Linked DNA regions of Anas platyrhynchos: region 1 is linked to region 2. A link is a contact called in public Hi-C data. All regions are on one chromosome and are shown on one strand. Each heading gives the region's core, a stretch centred on a gene start, on an enhancer-like site or on the middle of the called end of the contact. The rest is flanking DNA. Distances are from core to core; before and after follow the strand shown.

Region 1 (7,208 bases), core at 4,122-6,621, 120 kb after region 2:
ATTGGCACGACCCCCCACAGGGCCAGCTCTGGTGCCTGTTGCCTGCTTCCCGCACAGCCCCGGCTCCTTGCCAGCAGGGCCGGGCAGGCACGCGGCACCCGGTGCTGCAGTCAGTGGGAGCTCTGCCATCAGCCCTCAGTGTGCCGGGCCAACGCCGAGCCGTATGCAACACTTACAGCTTGGCACCAGACCTCTCACAGTCCCCTCAGCACTTTGAATGCCCATCAGTAGAGTTCAGTGTTCGGTGTTCTGGCTGCTTTTGCTCTGTATTGAATTGTTTCTTATGGAATCTGACAAAAGCTAAAGCTTCTAGCTCCCCTTATCAGTGAGCCAGACAAATAAAATCTCAAAGATGGGATGGCTGTGCAAACTCGATCTCTTGGATGTGGTTTTATAAAACCTTGGCCAAAACCTGGCTTTCTGTTTTGGCCCTGTTTCTGGATTGCATCTGGATTTAATTTGGCTTTTGGATCTTCCAGGCAAAGATTTCATTATTTTGGGTAATTTATCTCCAGCTTGTTATCTTTTTGTTATCATTACCTAAACTCTCTCACTATGTAATATAATACTGCAAAATACTGTCTCATGCGTACACCTCTAGCCCTAGAAATTTAGGAAAAGTATCACTGAATTTATTGGTATCGTTTGTTGCAAGATTGGTGTTATGCAAAAATAAGGTAACGTATCAAGCCTTGAAATTCAGGCTCTTACAGATACTTGATGTTTCCAAAATGACATTTGGGCTTGGTACCCAAAAGCTGCAAGAACTAGCAGGGCTGTTATTCTCCTGGTCAGCTGCCTTGAGTGAGTAAGACAGGAGGATGTAGGGGAATATGAACTCGAGGCAGCAGCACGCTATAAATATTTTTGTAAGAATCCAAAACCTAGCTACACTTTTGCAGGCTGGCCTTGGAGCTGGAGAAGCACAGAGGCTTTTACATGGGGAAACAGCCCCTTGGCAGGGCTGGAGCGCAGCAGTAGCCCACTGCCTGTGGGTCTGGTGCTAGGGCTCAGCTCTCTCCCACATCTCCCTCCATATGGCCACCAGTTTCCTCCCCTCTCTAACCTCACGTCGCTGCACTCACATAACCTTCAGCATGTGCCACCACTCATTTCTGCTCTGCCTCTCTACCCGAGAAAGAAGAAAAGCAATGCTGCTGTGATTAAAGATAATGAGTTGCTGATTAGCATCGGGGAACACAACAGAAAACATTTCATTTAAATTGCCTTTCTTGTTGAGTTAATTAAAATAAAACACAAAGCTTCTCAGCGTTATTATGATGCCTGCTTGGCTCAAAGTAGTGTGGCTACACAGGTTTGCAATTAATATTGGCGTTGCTTTCCACCTGGCACTAGCATAACAAAGGGGCTAATACAGCAGCCCCTTTCCGACTCCCGGTGCCTTGGTGCTGGTGGCACTGCTGGTGTCCTGCAGCACCCTCCTCCGGCACCCACAGTGCCCGAAGAAGCCAGGGGAGATGCCTACTGCCCACTTGTCCTCCTGTGCTGAGACTGGGCTTCACACAGAGCTTTGGTATCTTGGCAGCCTCATGATACCTGGTCGGTCTTTTTTCATGAGACTGAAAACTTTGGCTGTAGCATTAGGAATGAGATTTTTGCCCCCAGCCCGGTGGTTCATCAGGTTTGGGGCAGGTTTGAAGGCTGTCAGAGTACCACTGCAATCAGTAAGGCCATGAGACCATGAATACAGCTCCTGGCTTTAAGACGACCGCTTCTCCTTGCCTGCTCTGCTTCCTCCCTGTGCCTGCAAGCCCTGTGCATGTCTGTGGCTGCCCTCTGCTGGGAACCGCTGGAGGTGCTTGTGTGAGCGTGCTCCAACCAGCTGGACTCTATAGACATAGGGAAAATATTTTTCTCCTTCTTCTTCTATTTTAGCGTTATATCGTGTTTATCGTCGTATATAGCACATATACAATCTATATACTATGTATATAACATACCCGGGCCAACATATATATAAACCAAAAGCACAAGTACCTGAATTTTCTGCTATTCTGAGTGCCCGGTTACACATATTTACCTCTTCATCATGCAGTAATTTGTACATGTGCCTGCTCTGGTTCAGGTTGCCAGTATTATCAGCTCGTTACATTTACTGGGTGGCATTTAGAAACAGCTGCAGGTGTCCAAGCAACATTCCCCCTCTCACCTACACGTTAATCACACCAGTGGCCACACTGAGTGTCAAGGAAGGGTACGCACGGGTTTCTGAAAATTGAAAAATACTTTTAGCAGGTTCATCACAAAGCATAAATAAAATGTGACTGTCTGTAATTAATTAAGTAATCAATCAATGATTTTTTAACAAAAATGTTTTAATAAATGACAATGACTGGAGAATATTATGTTAATTTCTGTCTGAATTCGCATTTAATGAGTTTGTTATAGCCAGATGGTAGCAGACCACCAAGAACAGCAAAGTTTTGTAAAGTTATAATTAAGCATTATTGTTTTCCACAGAATTGAGCTTTTCTTCTGAGCAACTCAGAGGGATTCCATCTGGGAAAGTTGTTTACTGAGGCAATTTTCAATGTGCCCATAACACAAAGCCAGATCCTTGATGAGCCTCTGCCACCATCCATGTCTGCAGGATCAGGCCCTGCTCTCCATCCTCCTCTAATGCTCTGACTGATGCTGCAGCCCCAGCTCCTCGGATGGGGTTACCCTTGCAGCTCCTCTGTTCATCCTGCTGCTGGCTTTGCTGGGCTATGTGTGATGATGGGGAGCAACAGTGTCAGCAGCTACCTTAAAATGGGACTGGTAAAGTGTAACATGGAGTGAGGTAGGAGCTGGGGCACACCAGCTTGCACAGCTCACCTGTCCACCACTCTGAGCAGAAACATCAGTGTTACGCCTCAGCTCAAAATGTCTGGCCTTGATCTGACTGCCCCACGAAAATGTCTGCCTTCACTAATTGGTCTCCAGCGTGGGGAGGAAGATGTGTTGTTAATCATTTAAGAAGCTCATTAGGCTTGCCCATTTGCTGAGTTCTAATGCACCTGGAAGTGTCTTCCAGCATCTCCTGCAAATGGGCTGTTGTCTCTCAGTAACACTGGGGGAAGTAATAAAACTAATCAAATTCATTATTCCTCCTTTACTTTGGGATTCCTCCATTAATTTTAACAACCTCACTCAATGTACATGGGTATAAAGGAATTCCAGCCACCTGCTTTGCTGTTTCTGGAAGTTGACTTCAATCCAAAAAGGTCAGAAAACCATTTGTTGGTATATTAAAACATTATTTTTTTACTCTTTCAGAATTATTTAAGAGGTATAGCTTATTTTTAGGCACTTTACTGAAGAGAAAACCTAAAGCAGACAGAATTGCTTTAATAGTAACAAAGCAGCATATTTTAAAATTCATACTAGAAAATAAAAATTGTATGAATCAATTCATACATTGATTCATACTGAATTCAATTAGAGTTAGTAGCACAGCTGTGTCTTAGGTTTTTGTCTGGTTATAAAAAACTGGCGTTGATACTGCAGGGTCTCCCACAAGGACAAATTTGCAAGAAGGGGCATGGATGAGCTGCAATGCTGTGACCATTCATTCCCCTAATAACAGTGGTGAAGATGCTGCAAGCCATAAGATGAGAGCAGGAGAAGCCCTTCCCCTGCATCCACCAGCACAGCAGCCAGAGGGGAAAACCCCTTGGTGTGGGCTGACAGAGCTAGCGTTTTCACCACAGTGGTGAAAAGGCTGGTGCTGAGCAAGAAATACATCAGCTCCTACAGGTCTTTTGCTAATCTTTCATGCAGATGGTCATCAGAATAGCAGCATGGTGATGTGTGGGTGAGAGCTGCTCTGCAAAGAAACACTGGAATGGTATGAAAATGGAGCAGTTGTCTGTTCTGGGCAGTATCACTTGAATTTCTGGGCAAAAAAAGAGTGAACAACAGGTAGGGACACATGGCAAGAGCAAGACATGAGAGCAGACAGATGTCAGCTCCATTAGCTCATTAAGGGTGGAGATGTCAGCCTGCTGGGAAATTATTGTCCACTTTATGTCTTGATATTGGAAAGAAATTAACTAAAAGCACCCAGGCAGTTTTAGCACTCAAGCTATTTAATTATGCCTTTTAAAGTTGTCTTTGAAGCCACAGAGCGAAGGATGAATGAAACACTCTCTGAAGGTCCTTATTAGTCATTCCTTTCTCTGATGGCAATAATAATTACATTGTCCTACATCGGAATGAGTGTTCCTAGCGAATCCCTGTACTCCTCAATAACACTTCCAGCAGGGCAGGCTGCGATAATGATGTGGGTAATTAGAGCTCTGGCTGCAGGGTACAGGAGTCACCAAGGTCAGCTGTGAACGTCCCTCCTGGGGACAGCATCGTGGGCTCGTCTCCAGAGGCTTAGGCCAGATGTGAAAATCCTGGGATCTGGGGAAAGTCCAGATCAAATGGTGTGACTGCTGCTCATCTGTGTGTGAACTCTAAGTGAATTTCCATCCTTTTTGCTGGCCACAAGCAGAATGCTAGATGAAGCCTCTGTTAGATTTTAACCACTAGGAAAGACCAGTATAATCCTGTAGTCTATCCTGTGCAACGTGCTGCATGACCTACAATACAATCCACCAATATCGACAATCCTGACTCTATAAAACCCCCAAATCCATCCACTAATGGCCCATGGCAAAAAAAAAATAAACACCCATAAAAAGACGGTGGTGTCTCAGCAGCACTTTTCTGCCGCTGATGTTACAGCTGGCATTTGGCAAAGCAAAGCTGCATCCCGCAGAGCACCTGCACGTGGCAGCAGCAGCGTGGCAGATTGCAGTGGGACTTCCCCTGGCAGCACCTGACACAGGCATGAATAATAAAGGCACTCATTAATCATTTACACAACTGCTGTTCCTGTGGATTCATCAGTCTTGGAGCCTCACGCTGAAGTCTTCCTTCTTGAGTCACACCAAGCGCTTGCTTTTTGTGTGTGGCAAGGTCGTGCTGCACTGAGGATGGGGATAGAAAGAGGAAGGGGGGTTGCAGCCCTCACCTCTGCCACCACAGCATCCCTGCCTTAGGTCACAGCTCACGGCATCAGCCTGGGCACAGACCAAGCCCGAAGGGACCCACACTGTTTGAATAAAAATTGGAAAAATGAAAGGAAGTAAAAATAAGCATGTTTAAAATCATACTGCTCCTCTTCACCCCTAAGCGAAGAGGCTCCCCAGCTCCCCCAAATCCCTCCCTCACCCACAGCCCCCACTGTCCCGCAGAGCTTTGGGACCAGACGGGTGCCCCCCAGGAGCCCAGCCCTTGCTCCCTGCCTGCTCTCCCTGCCTGTGCCTCCCCTGCAGCCCTGCCTGCACCGGCCCAGCCTGGCCACAGGAGGGGCCCGCTGCAGCAGGCAGCGCACATTCCCCACGCCCTCCCTGCAGAAAGCAGCGCTGCTTCCCTCCCCACCTCCCCACCTCCCGTGGCTGAGAGCCCCCAAGCGCTGGGGTTTGCCCAAGGGTGGTGTGTCCCCTGGGGAGGCGTCCCCGGGGGCCGGCAACGGTGGCAGACACCCGGGGAAGACCCTAATAATTTAATCGTGGGCAAGTGATTGGGATAAATGCCGGCAAGTCGCCGCTGTTATGCAAAGCAAGGGAGCTGTGCGTAATCAATCAGCGGCGAGTGTCATACATAGCATGAGGCTGTTAGCGAGTGAAATGCCTCAGATGCCCAAACACGCAGCAAAGTCAATCGCAGCGGCTCGATCTAGCTGTGTCTGTGATAACACACGTGGGACAGGGCAAGGGAAAATGTGCTGCGACTGCATGCTCCTGGAGCACTGCTCCACCTCTTATCCCTACTATCTAAAAATGTCTTGGTTAATGTAAATAAAGATGCTTGTCTTTTTTATTTTTTTAATTTTTATTTATTTAATATTTTTTTTAGGAGGCATTTCTATTTTAGCTGAAAGATACTCGCTTCCCATCTACATATTTCCATTGGTAGCTCAAGCACAGACAGAGTCTGCTCTGTGTCTCTCTGCATGGTTTTGTGCACTTGTCCTTCGGTAGCCTACACAAAGGTTGGGAACCACTGCTTGGAGGCAAATATTGGGCTGGATCTGAAGTCAATAGGGCTCCCGCTGGGGTTTTTATCAAGCCTATCATTAATTCCCTAATGAAGTTAGCCATTTATCTTTATTAGATGGACTCTCTGATGAATTGATTTATTCTCAAAGATTTCTCCTCCATGACAAATTTTCAGAGCCCCACACACTCCTGCCTCTGTGAGGAGCCCAGCCTGCCCTCTGCCAAGCGTGCTCCGCTTCCCAAGGAGCTAATCAGCCAGCCCATCTCCTCTCAATCAATAAGCATTTATTCTAATTGAAGCCAACATCGACTGGATACCGACCAGGAATGCGAAACGCGCTATAAATAATGTGCGTGAGCTGCAGCCGGAGAGCAGGCGGCGGCGCGGCTGTCAGTGGGAGCACTAACGGGGGACATGCCACCCAGCACTCGGTGGCTCTCCGAATGCCCTATTTACAGCTCGCACCAGGGAGCTCCCTGTCTCGCTTTGATGATGAATTAATTTCCTCTGATGGATCAACCTCACAGTACCCCGTTGCAACACCTTGCAGAATGCATTGCCTAACGAGAATTGCTCATTAACATATAAATCATGATGTATTTCTTTTTGGCACCACAGGCAAAACAGTGGGCCTAGCACTCCCCCCTCATCTCGCTTTTTTTCCTGGAGGGAGAACTTTCATTGATTGCTAAATGGAAGGTGGAAGGAGTTAAATCACTTAATTGTGTGACTCCTCTGATGTGCTCAGACTTTAAGTAAGCATACGAGCTCCCCGGTGCGTTTCCTTGTCTCTGTATCTTATTGCAGAGTAAGGTATGAGGCTTCTCTTTCATAACCCCTTACAACAGTAGATGTTCAGGTGTTAATTTAAAACAATGTCAGGGTTTGCTGAATAACCCACCTGCAATGGGGATAAAACCTAAATTAATGGTTAAAGCACAAGACCAGGAACAAGGTAGCCATCGCGAGCACTGCTCTGTGCCAATGTTAATAAGCCCTTTTCATACTCTGCCTGTGAAGCACCAGCAAAAATATCCTCAGGCATTTAGTGTGTTATATTTAGCTCTGCTACAAGCTGGATAGGTATTGGTAGGTGACTCTTTAGACCTCCGTTTTTCTGCCTGGACAGACCATGTAGGATTAGCTGAACTAGC
Region 2 (7,442 bases), core at 9-2,508:
GTATGTTGGAACTAGATGATCTTTGAGTTCCCTTCCAACCCAAGCCATTCTATGTTTTTTAAGAGCTGTTGGAGAATTCAGACTGGATTGGTTTCAGAAAAGAACTCAAAATAAACAAAATCTTTTCTTCTTAAAATGAGATTCTGTTTATGTAAAATCCAGTCTTTTACAATAAAGAATCACTATTAGCTTCAATTTTGTCTTACCTTTCCCCCAAACCAAAATGTTTCCACTTGAGTCTCCTGTAATAGTATCACCATTTTCAGAAAAGGTCACACACAGGACAAACTTTGGCTTCTCTTGTTTCTGCAGTTATGAAAAATACACAGTCACAGCAAAACCCATTCATTTTAGCTGTATGCATTTCAGTAATTTAATGTAGTCTTACACAATTCTGTTACTACTTAATTGTCTTCACAAGAGTTAAATGCATTACCACAGTCTAAGCTGCTACTTTGTGCAAAGGCAAAAGATACCAGTTGAGGTTGGTGTCCCAAAACTACACCCTTTAACTACAAGTTATGGATACATTCCTGCAGGGAGTGAGAAGGCATGCCAGCTTTTAACACAAGACCAGGAATGTTCTGACACAAACTGAATCCCCCAAGTCCATCCTCATCCCAAAGGCTTTAAGTATTTAAAATGGCCAAAGATGCAAGTAAATTCTATATTAATAGAGTTTTTAACTCTATGGTTTCTAGGAGAAAACATATAATGGGAAAGTCAACCTGCAGTGTAAAAATTCAGAAATCGTCTCTTGAAAGAAGGCTAAGGTTCGGTAATGGAAACGTTGCTTTGAGACCCTGCATTTAAGTTACTGACAGCAACAATTGGTGAAAAGGATAAGAGGACAAAAAGTCACTAGCTAGTAGTGTTTAAGGACATGATTTACAAAGTTTGTTGACTACTAGTTTGTATGGCCTCTTTTCTTCCTCAAACAAGGAACTGTTATTAAACTAGGGCCACCACAGCTTTACATTTGCAAAAACCAAAATGAACAACGGAACCATAACAGAGGCAGAAATCTGTCCTAGTAGCCTAGAAGTCAAAAATAAAAATGAAAAATAAAAACTAACAAAATTTAAATGCTTTACCTCTGCATCTCGACCTTATTTCACACAAAGTACATAAATTGACATTGCAAAGTAGTTGTTTTGACTATACTTGCAAGTCACAACTCTGCAAGCAGTTAAATTGGCCCTACTGTAGTTATCTGCAGTCATTGCGACATCCCTCATTTGTGCATGCCACTGCTGTAAAGCTTAGTCTGTATTTAAGAACAAAACCAAATCAAGACCTTGAAATGACAATATTTAACAGATAGTGTCCAGCTCAGTCTCTATTTCAATTACATAACTCTAGGTATCTGAGCAGAACAGAGGTAAAGGAAAGAATACTCATAGTCACGTAATTTATAACTGAACTAGAGGAGGTTTTGTCTTTCCTTTGACAAATTTTTTTTTTTAAAGGCATATGCCACTGTGTTTTGTTTTTTTTTTTGTTTGTTTTGTTTTGTTTGTTTTTTTAATTTAAAGGAAGCATAAGGAGTTTTAAGGTATTTTTATTTTGTTAGAGTAGGGAACTATAAAGAATATAGGAAGAGGAATGCAAGGAACAGAACGGTAACTGCACTCCAAAACTTCATTGTGATGACAGCCCATTCAAAAGTCTCTGTGCCATACCATGAATGCTATCTAAGGTTCTATAAAATTTCAAATTTCAAAGCAACATAATCATGTTGCTTTGATTTCCTCAAACTTTATTAACTCTTACTACTGTATGACTGTACCATTACTATAAACACAAAACTAAAGAAATATATTATTTTACCTCAAATAATCCTTGCTTTTTAATAAGGGAATTCCCTTCTAGTGTCCAAAAATAAAGGTGTGATTTTCCACAAGTAACTATTATATTTGTATCAGTAGGGTGAAAATCTGCAGCAAATACAGCTTCATTAGAGCACTTGAAAGGAAAAAGAAAAACATTGTATCAAAATTTAAAAATCAAAGAAAACAAAACAATATGAAATTGTTCTCTAGTTAGATAAATTGATCAACTGACATAAGTGAATGGCTCAAATTTTTTTTCTTAATAGCATAGATTGAAATACTTTGATAGGATATTCTGAAGCAGAAAAGACTAAAGTCAAAAAGATTACTATTTTTAAAGATAATTTTGAAGGATAACTTTGTTAGTATAAGATAATGAATCATTCTTTATGAAGCTTAGTTTAAGGTGCTTCTTTTCTGCACATGGTCCTACCATTATTTCCCAGACTTTTTTTAATAAATTGTAGAATGAATACAACAGGAAAATAAAAAAAGAAAAAAAAAAAGAAAAAAGCTATTAGGATAATCTCAACAGCAAGAAGAAACATGCATGTTCTTTGCCTTTTATATAATGGAAATGCTAAAAAGTCACAAGACATTTTATGACAAGAAATCCAGATGTCCATAAGTAGTACAAAATATCTTATTGCAACACCTTGACATCTGCCAGCTTTTCTTCTTTCTGCCAGTCCCACACCGAAAGCACGTGGTCATTTGAGTCATCCACTGAGCACAGGCTACTTCCTCCATTCTGAAGCAAAACATGGAAAATATTAATACATCCCCCAATAAACATTAGAAACATATAAATACATATCCAAAATACTTAAATACTCCCCTGTAGTTTAAAATCATTTGTTTACATTGTTATACTTCTAGTTATCCCACAGATCTTCAAGAAATATAATTATTTATAGTACCATTGAAAAATAGGGCTAAAAAGGGATCTAGAAAAGGAACTCTGGCAGGAATAAGGTATGAATCTCTTTTTAAAAATTCAGTGATGCAACTTCCCAAGGCAAACCACACATTATCCATATTAAGAAGGCTTTTCTTCATGATTACATGGAGTTTGTTTCTTGAAATTTGATCAATTACTTCTTGTCAGATCTACTATGGACACAGGGATCAATTTCACTCTTCATATAGGAATAATGGACCAAAATCAGGGAATATTATAAAAAAATAAAAAATGACTTATTCCTGACATGTGTCTTGACAAAGATGGAACTATGACAATAGAAGAACTATGAGAATAGTTCCGTCTTCTATCAGTCTTTCTCATCTTAATGACCCTAATTCATTCAGTCTTACTTCATGCAGCATATTAGACAGACTCCATACCCCTTCCTCTGGGGTGTGAATCCCAAGACTAGAGGAGGAACTCCAACTGGGACTCTACCTGAACTAAGGGGAGCTGACTGGTATCACAGGTCTCACCAGTGATGTTAAGTGCTGTATAATCACCAGATCTTTTTCCAAGTAGCAACCCTCTAGAAGGTAGTTTTCAGACCTTTTTTTTCTCCTAATTTGGGAGGGATTCATTCCTAGCTTTCTGTGTACAATGGAATAAACCATCAAGTAACTTCTAACTGCTTTCCAGCCCATTCAAATATGATTTATTTATTTATGTTGTTCCTGGTATTAACCATGTCAGCTTTGACTGTGGATAAGCTTGCTGGAACAGGATGAGCCTGTGGTTACATGAGCCTTCTTTTGGCAGCAATGCTGACAGTCTTTCTCCTGCCACCCATAGTACAGCCACGTGTTGCTGCCTCTTCAGATGAGCCAACACAGAAGTTTGCACTACCACAGAGTGAGTCTTTTCTGGAAATAAATCAATTTTAGAGCGGAAAAAAAAGACCCAAAGAAACTATTTGATTTTGTTTATGTATAATTTTGCTTGGTTGTTTTTCTAATGTATTAGGTCCCAATACGTAGCTCAGGCACAGCTACAAAAATAATTGTGCCAACACAAATCAAGAGGTGAAACGGACAGGAATTAGTAGCCTGAAGACAGGGCTGTTTGAAATGAGAAATACAACACTGATACAGATTGGGAAGTGATACTCAAAACAAGCTAAGCTATGACTGTGAAATCATAGCATAAAGCAAACACATTAAACACTTGCTTTCTTGTATAGCATCTGCTGATAGCAATCCTCTGCAATAACACATTTTATCCTTCAAAGCCGACCTTGATCTGCATTCTTTCACCTTTGTAGCAAGCCAGCTCTCTCAATTCACTCCTCTTTTTTCTAATTCATATAAAATATTGTCACCCATATTCCTGCAACTGTTTGTCCCTGAAGAACTTAATTGTGTGTTATGGTCTGCACGTGGTAGACCTGAAACTGCTGAAATATTGCTAACTTTAATAATGACAAACCATTGGAAGCAACTGGGCTACAAGGTTTATTCCACTAAAGAAGCAGCTAAAGGGAAAAAAAAAAAAACAAAACACATGGATATTTGCTTTGGTCACTGAAGCTAAATTTGCAAGCCTTCAAAGACCTGTTTGGCAAACACTCTTGGTATGACTCTTTTACTTTACTTACAGATTTAGAAAAAGCAATGCAAGTGACGGCTCGGTCAAAAAACCCCATTCCAATGACATGCAGTGTATTCAGAGTTACAGAATCCCAAACACGTACGTGTGGTGGTAATTGCTATAAAATAGACACAGAAACAACAGTTGAGAGAATGGCAGCAAAAAATATCAGAATTGGAAAAAAAAAAAAAAAAAGTGAATGGATCCAAATAACATTTTAAAACTATTTAAGGTATGAAAGCTATCATAACTTCTCTAGAGCCAACTGTATAAGGACTGAGACACTACAAATGATTTACTGATTACCATGCCTAGGATCAGTATCTGGGATTAAGTATCTAGACTTCACAGCATTTCAAGTCTCAGTGATCTTTGGTAGCTCACTGAAGTTAATGAAGAATGTCTTAAAACATTAAGTGAAAACCATTGATGACCTTGCAACATGAGACCTACTGGTACGCTGAGGACCATCAATGTAAAGCAAACAAAATTATTCTGGTCAACATCAAACGAGAAGTTCAAAAAAGATCAACAATTTCTAAACTGTAGGCAAATAGCCCAAGAACAATTCATCAAAACGTGATTCCTCCTTCCTCCCTGCAATCCCTGACTTGTGTAACACAGACAGCCCCACACGTTCAATGTGAAGACAGAAATGCATCTCAAAGCCACTAGAGGGCAACCCCAGGAAGTACATGCTTACTAAATTTTATTTTAAAAATGGCTATGTTTAAAAACATAGTGTCTTCATACTTTACAAGAAAACAACGAAGGCCATATTTTAATTCTGTTTTTCCATGCCTTTTCAAATTAAATAGCTTTTATTACATATATATGTGTGTGTGTGTGTGTGTGTGTATATTTATATAAAAGCAAAAACCAGTCGCCCTCTCATAAACTGTGAAATTATCCTAAAAAATATCTATTTCTTTTAGAAATAGCATTTATATAAAGATTCTCTCTATATATACATACATATGTACATATACATACATATGTATCAATCTTTCAGGTTTTATTTCACAAATACAGTCATGAAAAATTTCATTTACAAAGTTTTAAAAAGTACCAGAGATTTCTCCAACAAACAGTAGAAAATAATATTTTATGTTACTCAACTAAGTTATTTTTAGATAAACATTATACTGTGCAACTGGATTTTGTTTTCCTGATTTACTTATACTATCCATATTGAGGATTTTTTTGTATCCTGCCTTAAAATTCTTTTGACATCTACCCAAAATTTTGCAATAGTTTTGCTTCAAAGTCAGCTGTGTTTATGCTGAGCAACTTTTTATTCATTCATTTCCTGCCTCTGCTCGTATTCATTTTTTCTCACTTGACAGCTCTTTGAGGTGAGGTTCATCATACTATGTTCAAATAAATTCCTAGCTTACAACTAAGATTTACAATAATAATAATAATAATAATAATAAATGATTATTCTTGTCTTGATGGTGGCAAGAATATTTTTTTTCCAGCAACATAAAAACATAAAGCCTTTTTTATTTGTACTTTGGGTTTGGTAGCTGTGGTCAGAAATGAAGTGGTGTAACATACAATTTAATCTCCTTTGCTTCCCCTCTTTTCCCAACATCCATTTTCACTCTCAGGTCTCCCTTACAGACTTATCCTTTCAAGTCTCTTTTGGAGACCAACTCCCAAATTACTTTGGTCTTTATAAGTAATGGAACAAGAAACCAGACTGATCTTGATAATGGAACAGGATAAATCTGATATTGTGCAACAGGCACTCTCAAATTAAATTTTGTTTGTGTTCAGTTGTAAAATTTAAAACCAGTTTAACTGCCACATGAAAAGGATATAGCATTTATCTTCTCAGTAACATATTCCTGTGAAATAAAACCAGTTATATGTCAGCAAAGGAGTTACTCACTTTTCCATCCTTGGATGTACCTGCAACTTGACCTGTGGCTATAGTGATCCTATCAGGATGGACAGCCAGGCTAAAAAAAGCAAGACAGACAGAGGGCAAACTTATAGGCACTTATTATATATTCCATTAGATTTTTCCTTGAGCATGTAGTAAACAGACTTATTTTAGTAATACAAAACACAGCACACATGTTAATATTTTAAAATCATAAAAACAGAACTGGTAATTATTTTCATGCTCTTTCACTCCAAAAACTTATGAACAAAGTAGTAATTTGCTGAAGTCCTAATACCTCAAAGCATGTATCAGACAAGCACCAGTCTCATGCTGGGACTCATCTCACCTAGATTTAACTGCTTAAAATGTATAAGGACTTTATGATTTGAGCTAGTTATCTAATTTCAGCTATGTCTCATCAAATGTTGTAGAGATACGGTCAGCAGCGTAAATGCAGTCTAGTAACAGTCTTCCAGACCAAACGTATTTATCCACTCAAAGATAAGACAAATTGCTCACTAGACTTTGTTAACCAATGTACTGCAGCAACTCCTCTGGGGTGATACCAAATTCTTGTCTGTAATATTTTTTAAAAGGTTACTAAAGGAGTTTTTTTGTCTGTTGTCTTTTACAAAAAAAAAAAAAAAAGTAGTATATAAAAATCAGAAATCTGATAATGTAACTTCTAAAATTAAAACTGTAAAGTTTACCAGTATTAATGTCTCTAACTAGAGTACAGCCCATTTTTGCCTAAATTCTGTCTTAATTCTTCTTTCACTGCATCTGCTTTGCATACAGTTCTAGAGGCGAAGTACCCTGAAAAAATGAACCGTGGCAATAATTCATTTAGCTTTATGATGTAGAAATGTATCCTCTTTCTAATAAAACAAAGATTTGAAATATCTAAAGAATCAGAAAATTTTAAAGAGATGAGATGGAACAGGTCCAAGTTAAGATCTCCTTATAAAAGGGGTAGATTACACAAATAATTCAGTTTTATGAAATGTGCTCACAATGCAAAGATTTGATTATCAGTTCTATTTTTGGCTTTCAGTGACAACAGGTGTTTCATAAACCGTAACTCAAAGAAAGGATGTCAAACTCAGTTTATACGTTAGGGCCCATCAGATAATCTGGGTGCTCTTTTTCAGCTACACTCAGCAAG

The links. Hi-C and Micro-C count contacts between places; a contact is called where the count stands out from the background.
Region 1: a contact with region 2 is called in a Hi-C map of F5 follicle, with 2.9 times the contacts expected there. The contact joins two enhancer-like sites. A contact is called at or near these places in 3 of 8 Hi-C or Micro-C datasets (F5 follicle, skeletal muscle and subcutaneous adipose tissue).

What each region holds. Positions count from the first base shown.
Region 1 is chr5:12,937,135-12,944,342 of IASCAAS_PekinDuck_T2T, forward strand. No RefSeq gene overlaps it. Among named protein-coding and RNA genes, the nearest start is that of EML1, 14 kb to the left of the region's middle. Within about 2 kb of position 5,372, at least 4 of the 8 cell types and tissues checked have an H3K27ac peak or open chromatin away from gene starts, as enhancers often do. A contact at or near this core is called in F5 follicle, where this site is marked.
Region 2 is chr5:12,820,648-12,828,089 of IASCAAS_PekinDuck_T2T, forward strand. EML1 (EMAP like 1) reads right to left here. Exons shown (of 25, transcript XM_072038305.1): 11 at 6,281-6,350; 12 at 4,391-4,501; 13 at 2,488-2,583; 14 at 1,831-1,965; 15 at 207-306. Among named protein-coding and RNA genes, the nearest start is that of EVL, 29 kb to the left of the region's middle. Within about 2 kb of position 1,259, at least 4 of the 8 cell types and tissues checked have an H3K27ac peak or open chromatin away from gene starts, as enhancers often do. A contact at or near this core is called in F5 follicle, where this site is marked.